Regions from separate parts of the Mus musculus genome. Here region 2 is linked to region 1. A link is a contact called in public promoter capture Hi-C data. All regions are on one chromosome and are shown on one strand. Each heading gives the region's core, a stretch centred on a gene start, on an enhancer-like site or on the middle of the called end of the contact. The rest is flanking DNA. Distances are from core to core; before and after follow the strand shown. Region 1 holds the start of Gtdc1 (glycosyltransferase-like domain containing 1). Region 2 holds the start of Epc2 (enhancer of polycomb homolog 2).

Region 1 (5,219 bases), core at 382-2,881:
CTGATTCGTCAAAATTAGAAATTATTCTTCCATGATCTGAAAGGGAGGCTAAAAAAGAAAGTCAGTGATTACTTGGCAGGTTTTAAGATACCATAATCAAGAGAGAAAGAAGCAGAGGTCAGGAAAGCATTTTACTTTCTCAGTGGGCTGGGGAGTTGGTCAAATCAGGATCAAGTTTGGTACAAGAGTGTCTATCAGAAGGGTCCATCTAGTAAATCCTTAATAAAGGCAAGTAGTTCTGTTAGTTCCTTCTAAATCTCTGGAAAATGTAAAATAGTGAAGCTGAATAACACTGCTGAGGTCCCTCACCAACAGAGAGTCCTATTAGTCTAGGATTTATAAGGTAAAACTGTCAGCATGATTTCAGAACAGAAGTAAAGACACTGTGTTGCTATAAAGTGTATTCGTAGGTATGGTTTAAGTTTGTCGGAGTATCCTGATTCAAAATGTGTTTCCCCAATCCTCAATATTAAACTGTTTCATTAAATACAGAACAAGACCCTAAGGACAACAGTGTATAATTCTTCTCAGTTGAAGCTGAGAATCTATTTCACATCAAAACCTGGAATGTACTAATGAAAATTCAGTATCTCACTGGGTATGTGGGTTCCAACATGAAACTCTTGTCACTGATAAAGCTTAAGGTAAACGGGTTAATAAGACACAATAAAATGGCTCTGTTGAGTTATACTGCCTTTTCCCCCACAGCAGTTCCTTTACCTAACCACTACAGTAAGCTTTAAAGTCAACTTCAGGGGTGCTAAGTCACGCAAGCTGGGCACAGAGGGGACGATGATCCTCAGCGTGGAGAACGATCGCCTTCAATTCACGTTTTCCATTTCCTTAACTGTGATACAGATGGGAGGGAAAATGTAAGCCCTTTCCTTTGAACTTCCCAGGGCCTCAAGGCACTAACTTTAAGAATTATTTCAAAGCTTATCCAATGAGGGGTAGTTCTACGACTGTAAAAGTTGCACGAGCCCCGCGAAGTGGGAATTGGGGTGCAGACGCTGCCTATCGCGAGATCGAGGGTTAAACTGATTTATTAATGCAACTTTGCTGTCGTTCGGTTAGTTGTAAAGACTTATTAACTCCAAGAGCCCTTCCTCGCTTTAGAAAGCCCCGTCAGGCGGGATCCTGCGGAAACATCAGGCCTATGCCGAATCCTCTAATGAGGGGCCGCGAGGTGTTGGGTCTCGCCGCCTGAGGTGGATCCCGAGTAGGAAAGCGCAGGCCAGGCCTTGCTGCGCGGGAGCCATGGCACGATGTCCCAGTGTCCGCCTGGACTCTGCCCTTCCCAAGCTCCGCGCTAGGGAAAAGCATCGCCCGGGGCCACAGCGCGGCCGGGCAGAGCAGGAGGCCGCGCGTGCGCCCGGGAAGCGCGGCCCCGGCTCCGCCCTCCTCCCCCTCCGCTCCTCGCGGCCGCCGCCCCACTGGGAACTCCGCGCGGCGCGGCCCCGCGAGGCGGGCGCCGGGAGGGAGGGGCCGCGCTCCCCGCCTCCCGCGGCCAGCGCAGCTCCCAGCCAAGGCGACTCACCTCCTCCTCCTCCTCCTCCTCTCCTCCTCCTCCTCCACGGCTCCCTCCAGGCCACCGACAGCCCAGCTGGCGACGCGCTGACGCCGAGCCCCTCCCCCGCGGCCGCCACCGAGGCCGCAGCCCCTCCCCGCTGCGGCTGCCGCGGCCTTGGGGCGCGTCAGGCGCCGGCCCCGCCCTCGCCCCGCCCCTCCCCGCCCACAAGCCTGAGGCTCCGCCCCCGGACGGCGGCCTCCACGCCTAGTCGGTGACTCAGAGGACGCGCGGTGCTGGGCGAACTCTCCACGGTGGCGCGGCTCCTCACACCTGCTCTCCGCCCACGGGCCCCGCGTACGCTTTCCAGTCAGGCCAGCGCCCCCGCCGCCCCTTCGGCTTTTCCGTACTCTCTCTCACTCCTCTGGTCGCTGCCTCCGCTCGCTCGCGCTGCGGCCTTCTCTTCCCCTGAGAGGTCTGGGGGCTGACTCACCGGCTCGCACGTTCTCAGGCAGGTGGCTAGCCGGCACCTGTAGTCCCCTTCCCTGTCCTTCCGGGCGCGCCTAAGCCTCGGGGACCCCGCAAGGCGAGTGCACACCCTCCTGCAGGTATTGGTCAGCACGCCCCGCTTTCCCCCCCCCCCCCCTCGGAATTCTTGCGGGACCTCTCCTAGCCGATGCTGGCGTTTCCTGTACTTAACTTATATGCAGCCTTTTGGCTGTCGAGACTATACGTATTACAGATGCATCTTAGAGTATTAATAATAACATATCTGCGGTCCCCACAAGAGCAGCTACAGAGCAATTAAAAGTCAGAAAGAATCCAAGAAAGTCTAAATGGTTTCTATTAAAAATAGGAATTTATCTCCCTTACATTTCTGTGAGTCTGAATTAGTGATTTCGTATTTGGGATCACGTTGTGGATTAAATGATTCATGCAAAGACAGAACATGCAACGGTAGGTCTATGCTTTTATCTGGTAACTTCATTTTTAAAGCTACAACTTGGAACAGACTGTAGTGCAGAAATGCATTAAGCATACCAAAATAACAGAGCCTGATTAGGCCTTTGGAGTTACAACCACAAGTTGCTTAAAGTTATGTGAGAAAACATTGTTATCCTTAAATTGAACAGTGAAAACGATCTTCTGTTCTAAACAAAGCCCACACTCTATGTGGACCTCCAAAGCTTAAAACCTCTGTTGACTTGAACAACAGTATCCCGAGCATTTAAAAAGCCTAATAAACCATCTGTCCATCTACTTTTACACAAATTGGGAAACACAAAAAAAGTGAATGCAGAAAGCTGAAAATGAGAATTCCAAATGGCAAATGGATCTAGTAAATCCTTTTTCACAGAATAAAATATTGGGGAAAAGCCCAAAGCCTACTATTATTCATCAATCTGGAAAAAGCCATAATTTTATACATGAATTGTATACTTAAGATCACCGGGAGTCTTTATTATTATTTTGCTGATTAAGATCTGAAGTCCAGAGAAAATGAGTTGCCTAGCCAATATGCCCAGATTTCCCAAGACCTGTCTCACATACTTGTCAGCATAGGATTTAGAGCTACAAGCATAAAGTCACTTAAGGTCCAAATTCGTTGACATTGAGGCTCTGTCTCAGTATCCGTGGTCTGTGAGTGTGAGCTTAGGTAATGCTGTCAGAAGCCATCTCACCCTAGTATGTTCAAGGATTCTTGTTATGCAACTTGCATCTCTCAGTCAGGGATCATCTGCATGATCTCAGTGACATCTGGCCCCGGCTCTGGAACCTTGGTCCAACCAAGCACATTCATCCTCAGAGGGGCCAAAGGCTGTGCCTGATTAAAAGAGTTATGAAATCTCTATTGTCAAGAAAATTACAACATTATTGGTGAGGTAAAATATGAGGCATGAAATGATAATTCAACACTAATAATCAAGGACTCAACAGTAATTTCCAAAATGTTAAGTGGGGAAATGATACACATGAATTAAGAAAAGACTTCTTAAAGACCACAACATCAAAAAGGAGACCCATCGTCTAGAGCGCTGTGTATAGGACAGAAAGTAAAATAAAATGTTTGGACTAAAGCACTGTGAAGAAAACAGGCACACCAAGAATGAGGGAAAGTTAGATCAGGGAGGTAAAACACGATAGCTGAGAAACAAGAGCAAGCCCGGTGGAGATGCAGGATTGAGCCATTGGGAGAGGACCTAGATTTCAACCTGAGACACAGGTTAGTAGGAAATCGTTGTGGGTAGACTGGGCAGGAAAGAAAGGAGGGTGAGGAATGAGGTGAAAAGATCAGAAGGCCATAATCTTGTTAGGAATACTGCACATCGATGCCACTTAGAAAGACTTGGGTTTGGTGAGCATACATAGAAAGCAACAGAAGGTAAGAAGTCCAAGGTGATGTGGAGATTGTGGCAAGAGTCGGTAAGAGCCACCTAGGCCCCAGGTCCTTGACAACACTCGTAGGAACAGCCTACAAACTGCTGGGTAAGGAAACAAGGCACCTTCCCAAGGAAAATCCTCCACATCATATTCTCATTCCACAAACCTAACTTGAAACTCAAATAGAAGATAAAGAGCCCTTAACCGGGCCCTGCCCATGGACTTTATCCTGCCATTCTTATGATCAGCTTATTTTTATTTTTATTTTAGCCACGTTAATGTAAATGTTCTCTATTGTGAGTTATATGTTACAGTAAAAAATAAATTTAAAAATAAGTAATATATATATATATGTGTATGTATGTATATATATTTTTTTCTAGGCAGGAAGAATATAAAAATATCTCTCCTTTCAGTAGCTTGTAATCTTCTTGTCAATGCACCAAACATAATACAAAATATAATCCATGGACAGGGAGAACAGCCTTACGTACAGAAAGATGAAGTAATATAGAAATTGTGAAGGCTATAGCTGAACACATTGGGAATGATATGATCTATAGAGTCATTATTCAACAAATTTTAGTGAACTTTGCAGTTTTCTAAGTACTAAAGGCAAAGCAATGAAACAAGTTCTCTCTGAGACCCGAAAGGAGTCACATTTCATGTATTCAAGACTGTATGAGAAGCCAAAGACATCTAGAATAAGAAACTGGGGAAAGCATGAAGGAAAGAATTAGGGGAGATATTAAAGCCTTGTGAATAGAGGGGCTTTTGAGGTCAGGTTACAGTAAAGACTTTGGAAGATTAGTCCCTCTGGCATTGGGAATTTGAAGGAGAGATGGGGACCTGGGAAAGCAAATGCAAGCCTGCATGATAATACAGACAGGAGATAAGAAGTAGACAAGGTTACTGGCAAGGTTAGCAATGAAAATGAAAATGTTAAGACTAAATAGTGGGTAGGTGGTGTTAGTTGCAGAAAATCTATAGCATTGCATGCAGCAGCAGAAAGGTCAACGAGATAGGCACTAAGCAAAGGCCAATCTGGTTAACAACAATGATGTCATGTGTGACGTCAAAGAGAAATGTCTCTGAAGAGTCAGAAGTGATATGGAGGCAATGAATGCTGACTAAAATAACCAGCACAACTCAAAATCTACAAAGTACACAAGTGTTCTAATTACCTTTAAGGACACTATTGAATTTTAGGTCCATCTAAGTTTTCCTATCTGTGTCTAATTTTTGTCTCTATATTAAAAGAAGAATAAATATCTCCAAAATGTATCTGATTTACTTTTATGGACCAAAACTCCATCACATAAATGACTCC
Region 2 (5,064 bases), core at 1,497-3,996, 4.5 Mb after region 1:
TATGGAGATTAGAATAGGTTCAGCTGTATAACCATTTGAAACAGGTTTTGGTAAGTTTCCTAAGAGGACTTACTTCAAAAGTTGAAAAGATATTTGTGTCTTTAGCACTAACAAATAAGAGCACTCAACAAACAAAAATAAGTAGTATAATAAATAGTATTTGCATACAAATAAAAATTACTTTCCAGAAGTGAAAGAGGCATTTGAGTTTAGGCACTGAGTTGGAGTCTAAGGAAATACAGACTGTGTCTCAGGTGTGGCATTTGGTTCAAACTGTTTTGTTCTTAGCTCTGTAATCACTGCCAACAAGGCAAGAAGAAAAGTGAACATTGGAGGATAAAATTGATTCTCATTTAAAGCAAAGACCAACAGCAAACCAACTATGATGCAAAAGCCATTCTCTTGGTTGAGTTTTACATTAGAAAAAAAAAGTTTCTTTGAGATGTTCTTATTGTTTCTAAAGTTCTGATGGCAAGGATTGCTGGGTAGGCCAAAGAAAAGAAAAATTAGCATCAATGGCTAGGCCTGATGGCAGGCCAGGAAGGCACTCAAACTCCAACCTGGAGTAGAATGTCACAGCAGCACTGAAATTCTTTGTGTAGCTGATATGACTTCATAGCTATCAGCAAACATACTAGATGCCTGCTTTCTGTGAGGTAGGGCTAGCCATTCTCACTAATTAACTCTGGGGGCTTTCATTAATTAACTTTGGGTCAGAAACTTTTGAACATTGGATGGCCAATAAACCAAAGAGCTTGGATACTAAAGTGTGCAGCTAGGAGAACAAGTGTTTTGGAGTTAGGATAGATCCAGAGTTAATCCAGGTCTGCTGTTCCCTGGTATTGGAACTTGACAAATTATAGGTCTGAGTCTGTTTCCTTTTTAGCAAAAATCACAGCATTTCTCCCTATGTAGAAGTATATAGCTATAAGAATTGAGTGGATTTCAACTACTTGGGACTATACCCCCCCCCCCACACACACAATGTCCACACTTCTTTTTCTGAGTGTAACATTAGGCAGAGAGACTGGAAAGAAGCTACCGTCTCTGAGCCTGAGAAGGGGTGAGAATCCAGATAAAAGGCCCCAATGACTCATTTTTTCAAACACTGTTCCCCCTGATTTTCAGACTAGTACTCAATAATGACCCCCCCAGCCCCCCTTCTGAGAACTTCTTGTTCTTCCTTACAAAGGATTGGAACTACGCCAGAGGGTAACACTCACAACAGCACAGGCTCACAACCATGTGAAAGGTGTTGCTTACAAGAATTGAGCCACAGTCTGTTTGCATTGTTACCAGTAACAAGTGGACATAAAACAAAGCCACTGAATAACATCCCAAAGTGTCCCCGGACAGACTGGTTAGATTATTTTGTGTTACCAGGAAGTCAATATTCACCATTCAGCTTTCAAAGGAAAAGCTGGAGACAAGGGGGAGGGGGGGAGAGGGAGGGAAAAAAAAGCAGGGAGAGAAGAAAATAGAGAAAAATAATGGGTGGCAATGAAGAGAGATAGATGGTTTTGCTATATTAAGACATGACAAAGAAACCCGTTTTTATTGTTGGACTTTAGCAAACCATCTACCCTTTTATGAGCTAGGTAGGGTATTTTTCAATGATTAGAAAATGGTAAAACTGTTGCACAGTGAGGCAATTTGCTTAGAAACATGTACTGCTTAAAGACTAAGAAACTGCAACAAAGGTTTGTATCAATAGTGACTAGTATTTAATTGAGTCAATTTGATTCCTTTTTGCAGAGCTTTTGCAAACCACTTCTGGCCAAAACTATGTCTAATTTCTTTGACCTGTCACAGCAACTGACTATAGATGTCATGTGGTAATTAACTTTCCATCACTCTTTTGTGTGGTCTGTATCATTTTCTTCAAGAATTTACTTTTTTTTTTTTTTTTTTTTTGGCCCATCATCTTTGCAGCTGCCCTTTCAAGTAGTTACGACTCTTGTTACTAATTATCCAGCAGTTTAGTTGTAACACAGTAACACGCAAACTAATTGGAGTCCGGAACTTTATTAAACTCTTTTTGAGTCGTCACTGTAACCAGTGTTTTCACATACTTTGGTTAGAGATTTCAAGAAATGCCAACCATCAAACTAAGAAAGTTTGGATGACAGGTGCAAGTCCGCTTGTTGCCGCGTCCAGCAACTATTTCAAGTAGCAGTCTCCAACTACTGACCCTCCTGTCTACCCGAGCATCCTCTCGGCGGTGCCTAACTCTGGAGAGCTCCTCTGGACAGGGACTGCCCAAGTTCTCAGGGCGCGAGACGCAGCAGGGCTGTGCCTCTCGGCGTGGGCAGACGCAGCGGACTTGTCGGACCTCCCCGGGGATGCGCAAACCCGAGGCGCGAAACCAGCCAGCAGGCGCCGGGGCGAGCAGAGCTGTCCAAGTGCAGACTCGAGGGGCGGCCGGTGGCCCGGGGGCGGAGGCCTCCTGTCCCCCCGAGGCGAGCGGTCCTAGGCACTGAGCCTTCCCGAGGGAGCCCCGCGCGGAGCGAGTCGGCGGCGGAGGCACCGAGGCGCCCGCTCCGGAGCCGGGGACCGAGCGCACCTGGCACCTGCCGCCCCGCCTGCGTGCCGAGCGTCCCGCCGAGGAGGGCCACCGGGACTCGGCTCGCTCTCGCCGGCTGGGCTGGCCGCGCCTCGCCGCGGAGAGAGTGGGTGGGCAGGCAGGGGAGGGAAAGGAAGGAGGGAGGGAGGGAGGGAGGGAGAGGGCGACGCGCGTCCCCGAGGCGGGGGCGCGCTCTCGCGCGGGCTGCCGGGATCGCTCGCCGCCGCTGTGGTAATGTCCGCCATGTTGGCCATGGCGCAGGGAGCGGATCGGGCGGGCGAGCGGCGGATCTAGAGTGTGGAAGCGGCCGCGGGCGGCGGGGGGCTGTTCTGGGGCGGGGTGGGCGCCCATGCTGGGGCCGGGGGCACTGCGGAGGAGGAGGAGGAGCGGGCCGGCCGCGCTGCACTGAGGAAGGAGGTGGAGGAGGCGGCGGGAGTGCTCCCCCCCCCTCCCCGCCCGCCCCGCCGCCGCCGCCCGGGCTGTTCCTGTAAGGCGGGGAGACAATGAGTAAACTCTCCTTCCGAGCGCGGGCGCTGGACGCCGCCAAACCGCTGCCCATCTACCGCGGCAAGGACATGCCTGATCTCAACGACTGCGTCTCCATCAACCGGGCCGTGCCCCAGATGCCCACCGGGATGGAGAAGGAGGAGGAATCGGTAGGGACTCGAGTGTTTATTACCCCCCCCTTCCCTCCTCCCCCCTCCCCTTTGTCAGCCGGGCCTCGCCATTCACAGAGCGCTTCTACGCTCGCTGGAGGGCGCCGCTGCCGCTGCGCGCTCCGGACCCTACGCCGGCGGAGTAGCGTAAACCCGTCGGCCGGCGCAGCGCCCGCCCGCGGCCGCCATGTTGTTGCGTCCCAGTGTTGTGATTAGCTCTCGGCGCCGCTTACGCTGCCGTAAGGGGGCCCTGCCGTAAGCAGCGGCCGGGAATGGCGCAGGGATGCGCCGGCCCGCACTTGGCGTACAGCCTCTGTTTACCTCGTAGACATCTCGCCGGGAGCGGGGTTAATGGGTCGAGAAAGGGTCCTTGGGCTAAGGCGCTATTTTCGTTGCGTTTTAAAATTTGTGCGTGCACGAAATTGCCTTTGAAACAAACGATCTCGGGAAAGTAGAGCTCTTTCAAAACATGCATCTTCCTGCTAGTGGGGTGATGGGTGATGGTTTGCGCTGCCCGCTAGAGGTGCCGCGGGAGTAGGCGATGCATCCCTGCGGCCGGGCAGCGACCCCCGGTCCGGACTCTGCGTTAGCGAGTCCTCTGATCTGCACGCCGGCTTCGCCTGCCGGGCTGGCCCCTCCTCGGTTGTGCGGAATTAGGACGGAGCCCGAATGCTTGAAACTGGCCTCCAGGCCCGCGCTTCCCGTGCAGCGAGCGTCCGGGGAAGTTGCATGCGGGATGGCTGTTTACAACTTGAGGGCTCAGAGCGTCCGCATTGACAGTTGCGTTTTTGACCAGATGTTAAAATTTGGACAAAATGCTGTTTCCTTCTTCCCGGGGGTTAAGTTATACCCAAGACTGAATTTCCTCCGATTTGACAGTGTTTACGACTCTGGAGTGTTGTTACTTGTGTGCGGAGTTCATAGTAACTGCACCCTGAAGAATTTCTTCAATGAACCTTCAGTCCCGCCTTATTGTCAACCACGGGTGTGTGTGGATTGGCTCCCTAGCTTCTGTTACTGTCAAAAGAAAGCTGGAGGTTTCTGTGATTGGCTTTCTCTTTTGACTATTAATATTGCAGGAAATGCCTTTAAGCATTTGATTGGCTGCTCGAATTCTGACCTCACTGTGTTGGTGCTTTGACTTAATCACATTTCTTTTTGGTGTTTGATTACCTGATTTAACATTTTCAGTAGAATATTAAATAAGACCTCTTTTTAAACCTTCAGGAAATTAAAACTCAGCTTTTATGCCTAAGATTCAGATAGTACCGAATCGTGTTTGAGAAGTTTGCTTATGAGGTTATTGACTTGATTTTGAGCTACCTTCTGGCAGTCTCCGATAGATGATCTAGAAACTGCGTTTGGTAGCGTGGTACTGTCTTTGCTGATCACGTCTTTCTCTTAGCCATTTCCTTCGGACGTGTGTTTTTACGTCGTTTTACTTCCTTATGTTTGCTATCTTTTGCCTAAGGTCTGCCAGTTGAAAAATCAGATGATCATTTAATCAATCTGTCATTTCTTCTTGAATGTTGTATAGTGGTAGTTACTGTTTATACTATCTCCTGTTTAGATCTAAGATACTGTACTAAGAATTTTAAATAAATGTGATATAAATTTTTTAAAATTACTTTTGTGAGTTATAAGTATAGGCCTTTTTTGATACTCAGGATATTTTTGTTTTGTCTTGTTTTGTTTTTTTTTTTTTTTTTTTTTTGGTTTTTCGAGACAGGGTTTCTCTGTGTAGCCCTGGCTGCCCTGGAGCTCACTTTGTAGACCAGGCTGGCCTCGAACTCAGAAATCCGCCTGCCTCTGCCTCCCGAGTGCTGGGATTAAAGGCGTGCACCA

Evidence for each region. Promoter capture Hi-C pulls out the DNA fragments that hold promoters and counts their contacts.
Region 2: a contact with region 1 is called in a promoter capture Hi-C map of pre-B cells, with 3 times the contacts expected there. The contact joins the promoter of Epc2 here to the promoter of Gtdc1 in region 1. A contact is called at or near these places in 2 of 39 promoter capture datasets (cranial neural crest and pre-B cells) and 1 of 484 Hi-C or Micro-C datasets (CD4 T cells).

Annotation. Positions count from the first base shown.
Region 1 is chr2:44,925,605-44,930,823 of GRCm38.p6, forward strand. It overlaps Gtdc1 (glycosyltransferase-like domain containing 1), which reads right to left and starts at 1,632. Exons shown (of 11, transcript NM_001362987.1): 1 at 1,538-1,632.
Region 2 is chr2:49,448,740-49,453,803 of GRCm38.p6, forward strand. Epc2 (enhancer of polycomb homolog 2) reads left to right here and starts at 2,747. Exons shown (of 14, transcript NM_172663.4): 1 at 2,747-3,219. The coding sequence starts at 3,067.